2 separate regions of the Ovis aries genome follow, and region 1 is linked to region 2. A link is a contact called in public Hi-C data. All regions are on one chromosome and are shown on one strand. Each heading gives the region's core, a stretch centred on a gene start, on an enhancer-like site or on the middle of the called end of the contact. The rest is flanking DNA. Distances are from core to core; before and after follow the strand shown.

The links. Hi-C and Micro-C count contacts between places; a contact is called where the count stands out from the background.
Region 1: a Hi-C map of liver shows a contact between it and region 2, with 2.5 times the contacts expected there. The contact joins two enhancer-like sites. A contact is called at or near these places in 12 of 16 Hi-C or Micro-C datasets (blood, hypothalamus, liver and 6 more).

The regions. Positions count from the first base shown.
Region 1 is chr11:38,181,093-38,186,922 of ARS-UI_Ramb_v3.0, reverse strand. It overlaps COPZ2 (COPI coat complex subunit zeta 2), which reads right to left. Exons shown (of 7, transcript XM_060395564.1): 7 at 1,399-4,587. The coding sequence ends at 4,281. Among named protein-coding and RNA genes, the nearest start is that of MIR152, 7.8 kb to the right of the region's middle. Within about 2 kb of position 1,847, at least 20 of the 54 cell types and tissues checked have an H3K27ac peak or open chromatin away from gene starts, as enhancers often do. A contact at or near this core is called in liver, where this site is marked.
Region 2 is chr11:38,149,547-38,155,177 of ARS-UI_Ramb_v3.0, reverse strand. It overlaps NFE2L1 (NFE2 like bZIP transcription factor 1), which reads left to right. Exons shown (of 5, transcript XM_060395559.1): 5 at 1-1,400. Among named protein-coding and RNA genes, the nearest start is that of NFE2L1, 14 kb to the left of the region's middle. Within about 2 kb of position 4,022, at least 7 of the 54 cell types and tissues checked have an H3K27ac peak or open chromatin away from gene starts, as enhancers often do. A contact at or near this core is called in liver, where this site is marked.

The DNA.
Region 1 (5,830 bases), core at 598-3,097, 34 kb before region 2:
GGGTTACTAGGAAGCGAATTTGCCCCTCCGGTTCTTGCGGTCATTTAGAGGCGGTGGATGGAGCGGACACCGGATGAAGCCGAACATTAGCCAAAGTATTTCTGGAAAATCTCTCATTTCCCGTCGCCACACTGGCCCCTGAACTCTACAGCACTTAACTGCACAGTCTTTTTTTTTTTTTTTCAGGGTTGCATTATTTATTGGAATGGTTGTGTACAAAGTGTTTATAATCTGTTTATATAACTATTATTTTCTCTAATTACAAAAGTAGGCAGGCCCATTTATAAATATCCATTGTAGAGAGTTTTGTTTTTTTTTTATAATGTAGGACTTGCTGACACGCAGGGACCGCTTCTACTAACACCCAGGGTCTGTCACTTTCAGCAGCGGCAGGCAGAAATTCATGAGCAGTGCCTGCAGCGGAGCTCGCAAGGCCGGTCCCGCCCGCTGGTTGCTAGGGCAACGCCCTGCCGCTAAATTTGGAGGCCAGCGATTAACTAGCTGGAGCAGGGGTCTGTCCCACCCTGGGGGCGGAGTTAGCAGAGGGCGCGGGACTCGGAGGGAGCGCGTTCCCCGCCTTTCCCTCCAGGTGGCGCTATAGGATCGTGGATAAAATCGCTGGACCCGGCTCCCCGCCGCGGTGGGCGCCTAGGGGCGGAGCCAAGGCGGGGCGTGAACTTGCATCTGCAGTTGGCTCTGGATCGGAAAGTTATCAACACTCTCAGGGACTTCTGTACGCCACGCAGAAAAGGGAAAAAGGGGAGGTTCTGGAACAGGGAGAGAGAAGAGGAGTCGTGACCCCCGAAAGTCACTCCATCTTTCCCATCTGCCTGTAGGATCCCTCTCCTTACCTGCAGTTCTCACCCTCGGGCGCGCTAGGTGCTCTGGACACAAATGCAAGGTGGGAGCTGGGCCGGTGTCTCCTCACCCCCAGTATCTGGGCCTAGCCAGGCTTGCAGCGCTCTAGTACCCAGGATATATGCCAGCATTGGATTTCCGCGCAACTTCCCGAGCAAGCCAAGAAAAACAGGCGTGCTGTTCCTCAGTTTGTCCAGAGGAAACCTTTACGCCCTTCCCTTCTGGAGACTGAGAATGGAAAAAGTGAGCTGAAGAATACCAGTGCGGCCACCACGTGTGTAGTATCTTTTGCTCTTTTCTTCCCAAATGCACTATTTCTCCCATCGCGACTCTTTCACCCTGTCACAATCATATCTAGCCCTCCACAATCATACACCGCCTCACTTAAGTTAAATCGGCTCCTTTCCCTTTACCCACTTCCTCCCCAGTCACACAACCACAAAGATACACCTAGTACTGGGCATCCAGAAGATGCCTCAGTGTGCAGAAGCCCTTATCAGAACACACACACACTTCCCAGGCCAAAAGAGAAAGAGACCATTGGCAGGAGACAAAAGCAGGTTTATTTGGGCTCTGGGGCCAGGGATGCCTAAGGTGTGAGTTAAGACAACTCAGCTGGTTCTCAATGCCCAAAGGGCAGGCCAGGGCAGGGAGAAGGGGTGACTCAGTATTGAAGCCAAATCTCTGCATTTCAAGTCCCTGGCCGGAGACCTCGGGAGTCAGTTCTGGGAGGGCATGGGTTCTAATGTTCCCTGGGGTTTCTGTGCTTTTGCTAGGATTGGGGGAATGGTCTGGGGGCAGGAGCCTGGAATGCACAGCCTTCATTTCAGTAACGACCATTTAATTTGTTCCTTGGCAGACTGAAGAACCTGGGTAGGGTGGGGTGTGGAAGGTTGAGAGAATTACTGGCTGGAATTCAAGTGCACTAACAGTGCAGTGGCAGGTTGGGGGGATACATGTCCTGGCAATCCCCAGTCACTAGGTGGCAGCAGCTCATCTCTGCCTGCTTTAAGGGGGGCTGGGCCATCAAGATGGAAAGAGCCGCCCAAACTGGCTGTAGCCAGCAACCAGCCCAGATGGGAGCTGGCCCAGCCTGCCCTCTGGTTCCAGCATCTGCAGCCCTGGGTGTGGCAGCAGCCTTGTCTCCCCCACACCCACACCATGCCATGCAAGCTTCCACCCGCAGTGCCACGTCCAGGCAGAGGCGGGCCCAGGCCTGACACTTCCTGTGCCCAGACACCTCACCAAACCCCTAGCTCTAGCTTTGGCTGGCAGTAATTCCTCAACACCCCACCCCAAGCTGCTGCTGATGTGGCACAGCTGGCAAAGGACTCCTGGGCAGGCTCTGCTGAAGGCCACCTGCACTCAGATGTGTTCACTTTCATATCCTGCTGTGAAACCACCTCAGCCCCATATTTACACAGATCCATGCAACTGTGCACACACCATGCAAACACAGTGCGGACCCCACCTATGTCCCTCAGATTGTCCCTCCAGCCATCAAGCCTCACTCCCACCCAAAGAAGGCTGATCCCACACTGTATGTCCCTTCCTCCTGCCCACTCCCCCTCCTCTCTCAGGGACAGCCTGGACCTGGAGTCCTCCTGCAGTTCTCAGAGAAGATCTACCTTTCTCCTTATTTCATCTCCCATTCACTACCTGCACATCCCTTGGTGTTTACTCAAGAATTCCATTAAAAGTGCTATGTCTTCATTCTTTCCCCCATGGAAAACAGGATGTATGCCAAGAGCTTTCCGTGCTTTAGCTCATCTAATTTTCATAATAACTCTATAAGGAGTGTCCTGCGATTATTGTGGCTCAGACGGTAAAGCGTCTGTCTACAACGCGGGAGACCCGGGTTCAATCGGGAAGATCCCCTGGAGAAGGAAATGGCAATCTACTCCAGTACTATTGCCTGGAAAATCCCATGGACAGAGGAGCCTGGTAGGCTACAGTCCATGGGGTCGCAAAGAGTTGGACACGACTGAGCAACTTCACTTTCACTTTCACTTGTGATTATTCGAGGCCCAGAGAGGTAGAATATCTTGCGCTAGGCCACCCAGCTTGTAGGTAGTAAGGCAGAACGCCACATCCTTTGGACGACTCACACCAGCGCCCCTGTTCTTATCTGCTCTGCTCATTGCCCCTTAACCTCTTTAGCCCTGAAAATTGCCATGCGGCTGCATTCATCTCATCAGGGTAGGAGGAGGCAAGGACAACGGGGAAGGGAGAGGCCGCGTGAGCATGAAGGGCAGGTACAGCAAAGGGCACCACACCTGGAGCCCCACATGAAATGGCATGGGCCCATCTCAGCGTTGGCCACTACAGCACGAGGAAGTTAGTGCCAGGGCAGGAAGCTCCATAAAAGCAGGATTAGTCTGGGCAGAGAGACCTGCAGGTAGACAGAATGGAGGTCAAGCCTGACAAGTAGGAAGTTTGGGCAGCTGGGAAACCAGTCAGGCTGTAGATCTGGAAACCTCAGCCCTGTCCCACATGCACCCTCAGATAGGACCATGCAGGGGACTGGTGGGCATGGACTTTTCCACACTCAGGTCACTCAGGGACAAGGTGCAGCCCAAACTGGCTGTGCCAGCGGTGAGAATGAGATCCCATGGTGGATTTAAGTGTCCCTTAACAACCTCAGAGTGGACCCTAAAGAGCAGGGGTCAGGGGTTAGAAGAAAACTCCTATTTGGGATCCTTTCCAGAGGCCTGAGCCCCCACACTGCTTGGGGAACAAGTGATCCAGGCATCTCCAGTGTGGGCAGCTCCTCCTGGGCTTTGACCCAACTATACCCAGCTAGGAGATAAGGTGAACTGCTGGGAAGGCATCATCATTTATTAATACCCAAGCTCCACATTACCATGGGGACCCTGGCAGCCGCCAGTGGACTGTCTCCAAGAGGTGGCCTGACACAGTCATCCCTTCCTTCCTGCATCCCTGACTTCTCTGCCTGGAAAGCCCCACTGGGTCCCCCTGGGATGCTCTGTTCTCCTCCCTTTAGCCCATCTCTGGCCAAGGCAGATGGAGAGGGCCTACCTGGGCCACACTGTGTTCAGTCAAGCCGCTGTCATCCGCCTATGGGGGAAGCAGAATCAAGGTGGTCAGGCCAGGGCAAGGGTAGCGGGTGAAGAAAGACAGGTGAGAGAAAGGGGCTTGTGGGTGGTGAGCAGATGCTGTGATCAGGGGATCCAGAACTGCATGTGTATCATTCAGGGGAAGTTCTAGAGCCCTTGGAAGCCAGCATCCTCAGGGATGTCTCTGGGACATGGTGGGTGGAGAGTGAGGGGGATTAAAAATGACAGGAAAGGCTTCATCTAGACATGAGAAGCCAAACTGGGTGGGGAGATTCCATCTCTTCCCCTCCAAGGCCAAGTTCAAGGCAAGGCAGCCACCAGGTGTCTCTGTGAGGATTTATTTCCTCAGTCTGTACTTCTCACCAGGGAGGATTGTGAGGTATTTATAATTGGCCAAGGGAAGAGGACAGAGATCTCTTTTACTGGCTGACATCCCTCCAAACTGCTGCTCCCCTTCAGAAGTGCATCAACCCAGTGGCTGCTTCTGCTAGAGGAGCTTGGGTTCCCTTTGCCCAGACACAGGGAAGACCGGAGGTACAGAGGATGGGAAGGGGAGCCTGGAGGGGATGGGAGTAAGGGGGGATGCAGGATGACTCTCACCCTAAAATTCACTTTCTGGATCACTTGCTGAGGGTCACTCTCCAGAATCACGCTATAAAGTGAGAGAGAAATGAGGAAGAAAATCAGCCCCATGCTTTCCTTGGACTCTGCTCCCTGCTAAGCCCTTTGCTTCCCTGCCATATCCTGCAACATCTCCCTTCCAAGGTACTTGGCCCGCCCATACTCCTCAAGCCAGAACTCCCCCTCACCATGGAGCCCTGATTCTCACATACTTTGTCATTACTGGGCAAACACTTGAGAGATCAGGCCAGGGCAGTCCAGTCTAGATCGATCAGGTTGGCAAAAGCAGGGGCTTAAAAAGTGAGAGTTCTAGAAAGTTCACTTCACCTCTGGGATGAAGGGTTGGATTCAGATGCAGTGAAGGACGAGAAGCCCCCTGGGGTCCCTATCTGGTTTCACTATTATTTTCTGCCATGGGGTTGTGCTATACATGAAAGAAACGGAACTGCAAAATCAGAATCTACCTTCCCTTTTTTTTTTTAAACTTCCCTTTCGACAGACCCAATTATGGAGGCATTTCTCGGCTAGTTGGCACTCTTTGATGATGCCCTGGGGGGTGTGCAGGGGGGAAGAGTTGGTCACTGTGGGTGAGAAAGGGTCCACAGGAACTGAGTGACTGCTCCTCCTCGCCCAGTGGGCCTCCTATAGGGCTGAAGGAAGTGAACAAACATTTCCTGAGACCTTCTCCCAGGCTCATCACAGGGGCACTTGTAGCCCCAAGTCCCGCACCAGAGGTCCTTTAGAGCGACAATTCCAGGCCAAGGTTCAGGACCAAATGTTGCTTCCACAAATGCTTCCCTGTTTTCACTGGAGGGAAAGGGGGCCAAAAACTGGGCCTTCTAGAGGTACAGATGGGAAGCTGATAAAACTTACAATCTCCCTTGTGAAGGCCCTGCACCTCATTTTATATTTGTAACTGTGTTTTCTTGAAGAAGTTCCACACCAAATTTTATATACAACTTTTATATTCCACAAAACCTGGTCTTATTTCCCTCACTGTTGAGTCCTAGCAATTAGCACAAGGCCTTGCAACAGCAGCAGCAGACAGTCAACAGACATAGAGGAAAAGAGGGAGGGAAGGCAGGAAGAAGCCCACAGCCCCCCATCTCCCGGGGCCCCTGTCCCCCAGCAATGTGCGTCATTGCCATGAGAAGAGCACAATCTCTGGAAACATGCACAAGTTTAGATCTTGGCCCTGCCACCTCCTAGTCATGTGACCTTGGGCAAGTCACTTAAATCTCTGAGCCTCTGTTTCCTCATCTATTAAATGCATG
Region 2 (5,631 bases), core at 2,773-5,272:
GTAGAAAGTCAGTCTCATCACCGGGAAGGAAGGAAGGGGAAGGAAAATCAAAGCGGGAAGAAAATCAAAGGGCAGGTTAAATTGGCTCTGGCCAGGATTCCAGGCATCAGGTTTTAGGGGAGACTAGATCATTTGGTGTGAGTAAACCCCACTTCACCCCAGGGGAGGGGTGGAACACGGAGTGGGTTCTGGGAGGGGCTTCTGAACTCTCCTGCCCCTGCACTTTGGCATCCCTGAAGGGGAGCTCTTGGATGATGTTTTCTGTGAGGTTTCGGTCATGGGGGAGCCACTGGGACCCGACACTGACTTGAAGAGTTAGGATGAAACAAACGGTAGACAGGCGAGGGTCAGGCCCTGTGTTGCAGCAGCCCCAGCCAAGCATGCCACTCAGCTGCCCTGCCATCCGCCTTCCTCTGTGCCCAGTCCCCCCTGAGCCAAGGCTCCCACATCTCCACCAGAGCCTGCATGTGAATGCTGTTCTCTTCCTGCCCGCGTGCCCCTGCCCCTCAGCGGCTGCCTGGAGTTCTTCTGCAGCTGGGGTGCTGGGCCTGCAGCCTCCTGGGAGCTGCTCTGAGGCAGGGGGTGATGTGGAGAAGCCAGGCAGTATTCAGCACAACACTGGGGAGTGACCCTTCCCTCAGGCCTCCCCCACCAACTGGGCTTGTCACTGGAAAGACAAAAAATATGAAACCCAGCAACGACGACAAAAACTAGTCCTTTTAGAGTTTCTTGCGCTTTGATTTTTTTTTTTTAGGGTTTGAGCCCTGTTTCACTTATAGGGTCTAGAATGCTTGTGTTGAGTAAAAAGGAGATACCCCAATATTTAAAGCTGCTAAATGTTCTCTTTGCCATAAAGACTCCGTGTAATCGTGTGAACACTTGGGATTTTTCTCCTCTGTCCCGAGGTCTCTGTCTGCTTTCTTTTTGGGTTTCTTTCTAGGAGAATGAGAAGTGCATGTAAGAGGGGCTGAGGGTACCCCTTCCCCAAGGCTGTTGGCCACAGGCAGCTTCTCCTTACCCCAGTTTAGCAAGGGCTTCTGGCGGACTGCCTGGGGGAGGCAGAGAGGGGAGCGCCAAGGTGACCAGGTGGTTTCTGGACCCGTGTCTTTGCTGCCTACTGCCGTCCCCACCTCTGCCTGGGTCTAGAGCATGGTCTGCCCCAGACTGACAGGAATGAGTTCAAGTGGGGGAAGCACTGATTCTCTTCCCCACTTGGAGGGGGAGGCGTTCTAACTGAGCAGTAGGGATAGAAGGCATGAGCCTGGGAAGTGCTTTTATAAATTATTTCCTTGTAGATTTATTTTTAATTTATCTCTGTGACCTGCCAGGGAGAGGAGAGAGAGAGAGAGAAAGAAAGATGCTGTGAGCACATGACAAAATAAAATAAAATGAATGATTCATTCTCAAGTGCAATTTTTCCCCATTTTGAATTTAAACTGAGTGAGTGTAAAGGAAATAGGCCCCAAGAGGAGAGCACTGACCACTGGCGAAGGCAAAGCTCTTATGGGAAGGTGGGTGAAGAGTTGGGCAGGTTGACAACTCAGTCTTAAATACTGCATTAAGTCTTCCAAAAATGAGTTTATTACCTTTTTGTAGGGCTTGTCAGCTGAATCCTCTTAGAGGAAGAATTCAGTGTCCTTTGGCCTTATTCTCATAGGGCTGGGCGGGTTTCGTCACGCGGCCCAGCTCCTTACCTGTCCCCCTGCGGCAACTCCAGTTCTAACACGGACCATGCTGTTACTTCTCGGGTGGTCCCACCTGCCAGCTGGAGCGCAGTCAGTGATGACAGTGAGGATGGAAACCTGAGGGATGGACGGACCGGCGCATGCCAGGCCCTTCATTGGAACAGCAGGGCCCCAGGACTAGAGAAACAGACAATTTGACCCCAGGGTTTAAGGCATTTGAAATCCTTTCCAGCTGAGGTGACCAGAATCTTCTCCCTCAAAAAACCAAAAGCGTGTGAAGTGGTGAATGCTTTAAGGCACCAGATGGTTGTTAGGACGGCCTCATGCCCATCTATGGTAGGTACTTTACAAATGCCCAAGTAATGAATGGGCCACTTGGCAGTCTCTGTGAGATTACCAGACAAGGTTTTGGGCTGGAGGCTGTGTTCTCTATTATGAAACCTGTGATCTGGAACTCCCCATGTACCACTGTGTGACCTGGTTCCGTGATGCTACAAGAGTTTATTCTGTGGGGTGGAATAGAATTCTGGGAATAAGGCTGAGCTCTTAATTTGTTTCAATTTACAATGGCTTCCCACCCCCTCCTCCCCCAACCCTAGTTGGAAGGGGTTGGTTGGTCCTATCAAGAAAGAGCTGTTTCCTAAGGCAAAAAGAGAAGGCAGCAGAGGATGAAATGGTTAGATAGCATCGCCGACTCAATGGACATGAATCATGAATTTGAGCAAACTGGGAGAGGATAGGGAAGGCTGGCGTGCTATAGTCCATGGGGTTGCAAAGAGTTGGACACAATTTAGCGACTGAACAACAACAAAACGACTGTAAACCAAATAAAACAGATTTTAAAGGGAAAAAAGGCTAAAAATTAAGTTGGAAAAACTGCTGATAAAAATATATAGAAAACTGTGACAAGTAAAATTCAGAGTAATGTCTTTGTATTCCTTCTAGATACATGTATACATATTTTTGTTTAGTACACAATTAGGCTTTAACTTTAGTTTTGCAACTTTTTAAACTTTTTTTTTTTAGCTCTTAAGAGAAAAATGCCTTACCTCCCCTTTGCTAGTGTTGCTTCTGGTCTGAGAAAGTGTGTTTTGGTCACCCCCTTCCCTCATGGCCCCTTATGGAGAGATGTACAGCTGTGTCTGGGAGCTTGCTGATTAGCTGGGGCTTTGAGCCAAGTTGGTCAGCACTACTGTGGGGCTGACCTCTTTTTGCTGTTGGCAGGTGGAGTGGGTGTTCCAGCTTCAAGGCTTTTTCTGGCAGGAAGAAGCAGGAAGAAGATATGAGAACTCAAGTAAGGCCTGTGAAAGCTGTTGCACCTGAGTCAGGAAGTGACACAAGGTCCTAGAGTTCACAGGGAGATGAGTAGGCCTCAGGACCAAACTTCTGGGTGTCTTTTTGGGTAGGGGTCAAAAGCTTGCTTTGTCTTTAGTTCTAGGCATCATTCAAACTGATTTTCCCACACATCTTTAATTATGTAAGGCAGTGTAAGTAGATCCTTTTTTTTTTTTTTTTTTTCAGGCTTTGTGGGGTCTTAGTTCCTCAATGGGTGATCCAACACTTACCCCCTGCATGGAGTCTTAATTGCTGGACCGCCAGGAAAGTCCCAGATCCATTGTTTCAGTCTCTGCCCCACATAAGGTCTTACTACTGAAACCAAGGCTATTTCAGTATCAATAAAATAGATCTTCAATAAAAATAGAAAAAAAAACACCCCACACAGAACCGAGGGGAAAAATAGAAATCTAGAGACATGCTCCAGTGTCAAGACCTGGCCTTCATAGCCGACTCCTTGCTTGTCCTGGGGAAAGCTGAACAATTAAAAACAGCCGTTGAATGAGGAGGTACTTACCATGGAGTCCTCTTAGGCGGCCTTCACCCCTGCTTTTACCACCCACAGCTACAGCAGACCTGCTCTTCAGGTCTGTTTGGCAAGTAGCTGGAAAAACAAGTGCCTTGTAGAAAAGTGTCTCCACCACCCTATTTTAACTCATCCAGTAGGGACTGACCTAGAGCAACAGCTTCAGAAGCTCAGACTAAATACATAGTTCTAGGGCATTGACGCTATGCAGGTACTGAAAGGGGTACCAGGTTGGGGTCTGCCTTCCTGGAGGTCATTTTCACAACCCAGTGTAGACATGCTCTAGCAAAATCCGTGTTTGATTACTGATTATGAAGAGTGGTTAAGCCTTTTTTTCCTATCCCTGATCTATATGGGAAGTGAAAGGGACTCAGACCTTCAACTTGTCACTTTGTCAGTGTACCAAGCACCCTTCTTTCACTTCCACTTCTCACACAGAGGTGTCATTCTTTCCTCCAGTTCTGAACCTTTCAGTAGAGAATGAGCATGTGGGGACTGAGGGGATGTGAAACTTAATGCGTGGTTTGAGTTCCAGTCCTTATTAGATCTAGGACTTTGAAAGTTCATGTCTGCCTGAAGTAGCGGAGAAACATAAATCTAGTGTACAAGTTGCCGCCAGTGGAGTGAGAATATGGGCCCTTGCTGAAGAGGTGTATTTTCACAATCAGTAGGATAGAAACCCTTGTCTTCCTGAGTGTGCAGACATACTGTCTTAAAGCTGGTATAATGGAGTAGGCTACATGGTATTTGTTACTAATTCCAGTTGCTGTTTCAACCAAGGAAATAAAATCTAGTTCATCTGGAGAGAGGGAGAAAAGACCCAAGTGTTGGGGCTCTGCCTTTTAAAGAAATTAAATGAGGCTAATTCAGTTGTCTCAACAAGCCTTCCAATCTTCAGCTAGGGGCTGAAGCAGTAACCGAAACTATAGGCCCATGTCCCAGAGCCAGGTCCCAAAGTAGCCCAGCCTGGTCTGTGGCTATGCAAAACAGTAAACAGGGCAGGACTGGTCAAAGTCAACTAGGATTTTAAAATCCTCATGGCATGAACAGTAGCTTTGGTACTATCACAAACTATGCAAACCAACAAGGTCAGAATGCAGACTCAGATCTGCTGGTGAATTAACACTAGCTATTTATTAAGAAAAACTAGTCAGAATATATTGTAAACTTGAATGTTTTAGCCTTGCCTCAGAGTTCTGCCACCTAACTGGCCTAAGCCAAAAAAAAAAAAAAAAAAGAAAAGCCTTAGAAACATTCCTTGCTCTACTTTCTTCAAGCAGGGCCAACTGTGCTTTTTATCCCAGAAGGATGTTTTTTTCTTCCAGATTTCATTTGCTTTCAATACCCATCAGTTTACTCAAAAGGAGGCCCTAGGCCAAGTCGATTAAAAGTCAAACAGATGAGAGAGAAAACAACTCTGAACTCTTTGGCTAGGGAATCACTAACTTTTAGAGAAAACCTTGCTGGTCAGTCATACCAAGGTGATGTGCAGATCAGAGACTGATGGTTGTCTAAGGATCTTAAGCTCCTATATCAAACTTCTTACCACACACCAGAACATCAGGATGCTGAAAGAAGGAGAAGGAAGTCAAGACTTCCTTTTACTTAGTAAGCTGAATGCTGGCCTGGTAGTGGTATTTGTATTTCAATCAAATTCTAGTGGCGGGAAAACACTGAGCCTAGACTTAGTTCATTTCTATCAGTTCTGAGTTTTAAATGAGAACATCTTTATGAGAAGGCGGACTTGCATGCACATCAGATTAATATGACTTGATCAGATTCATTTGCTCTCCAACAGCCCAGCTCCATACGTAGTTCAGGATTTGGAGCCATTGCAGAAATCTGGATTTCAGAGTTCCACCAAATTATTTTGATGTAGCAATTTCTTCTAGCATTCCCCCTTTCTCTAAGAGGAAAATATACCTTATAATACAGATTCCCAGTGTCACAGACCATAAACTGTAAATGTGTTGTGTACATATGGTCAATGCTAACTAGACAAGGGTTAAAATCAGTGGAACTCCAGTCTGAATGAGTTCTGGAATATAAGATTACATCTGAAAATAAGTACTTAAAACTCAAGCT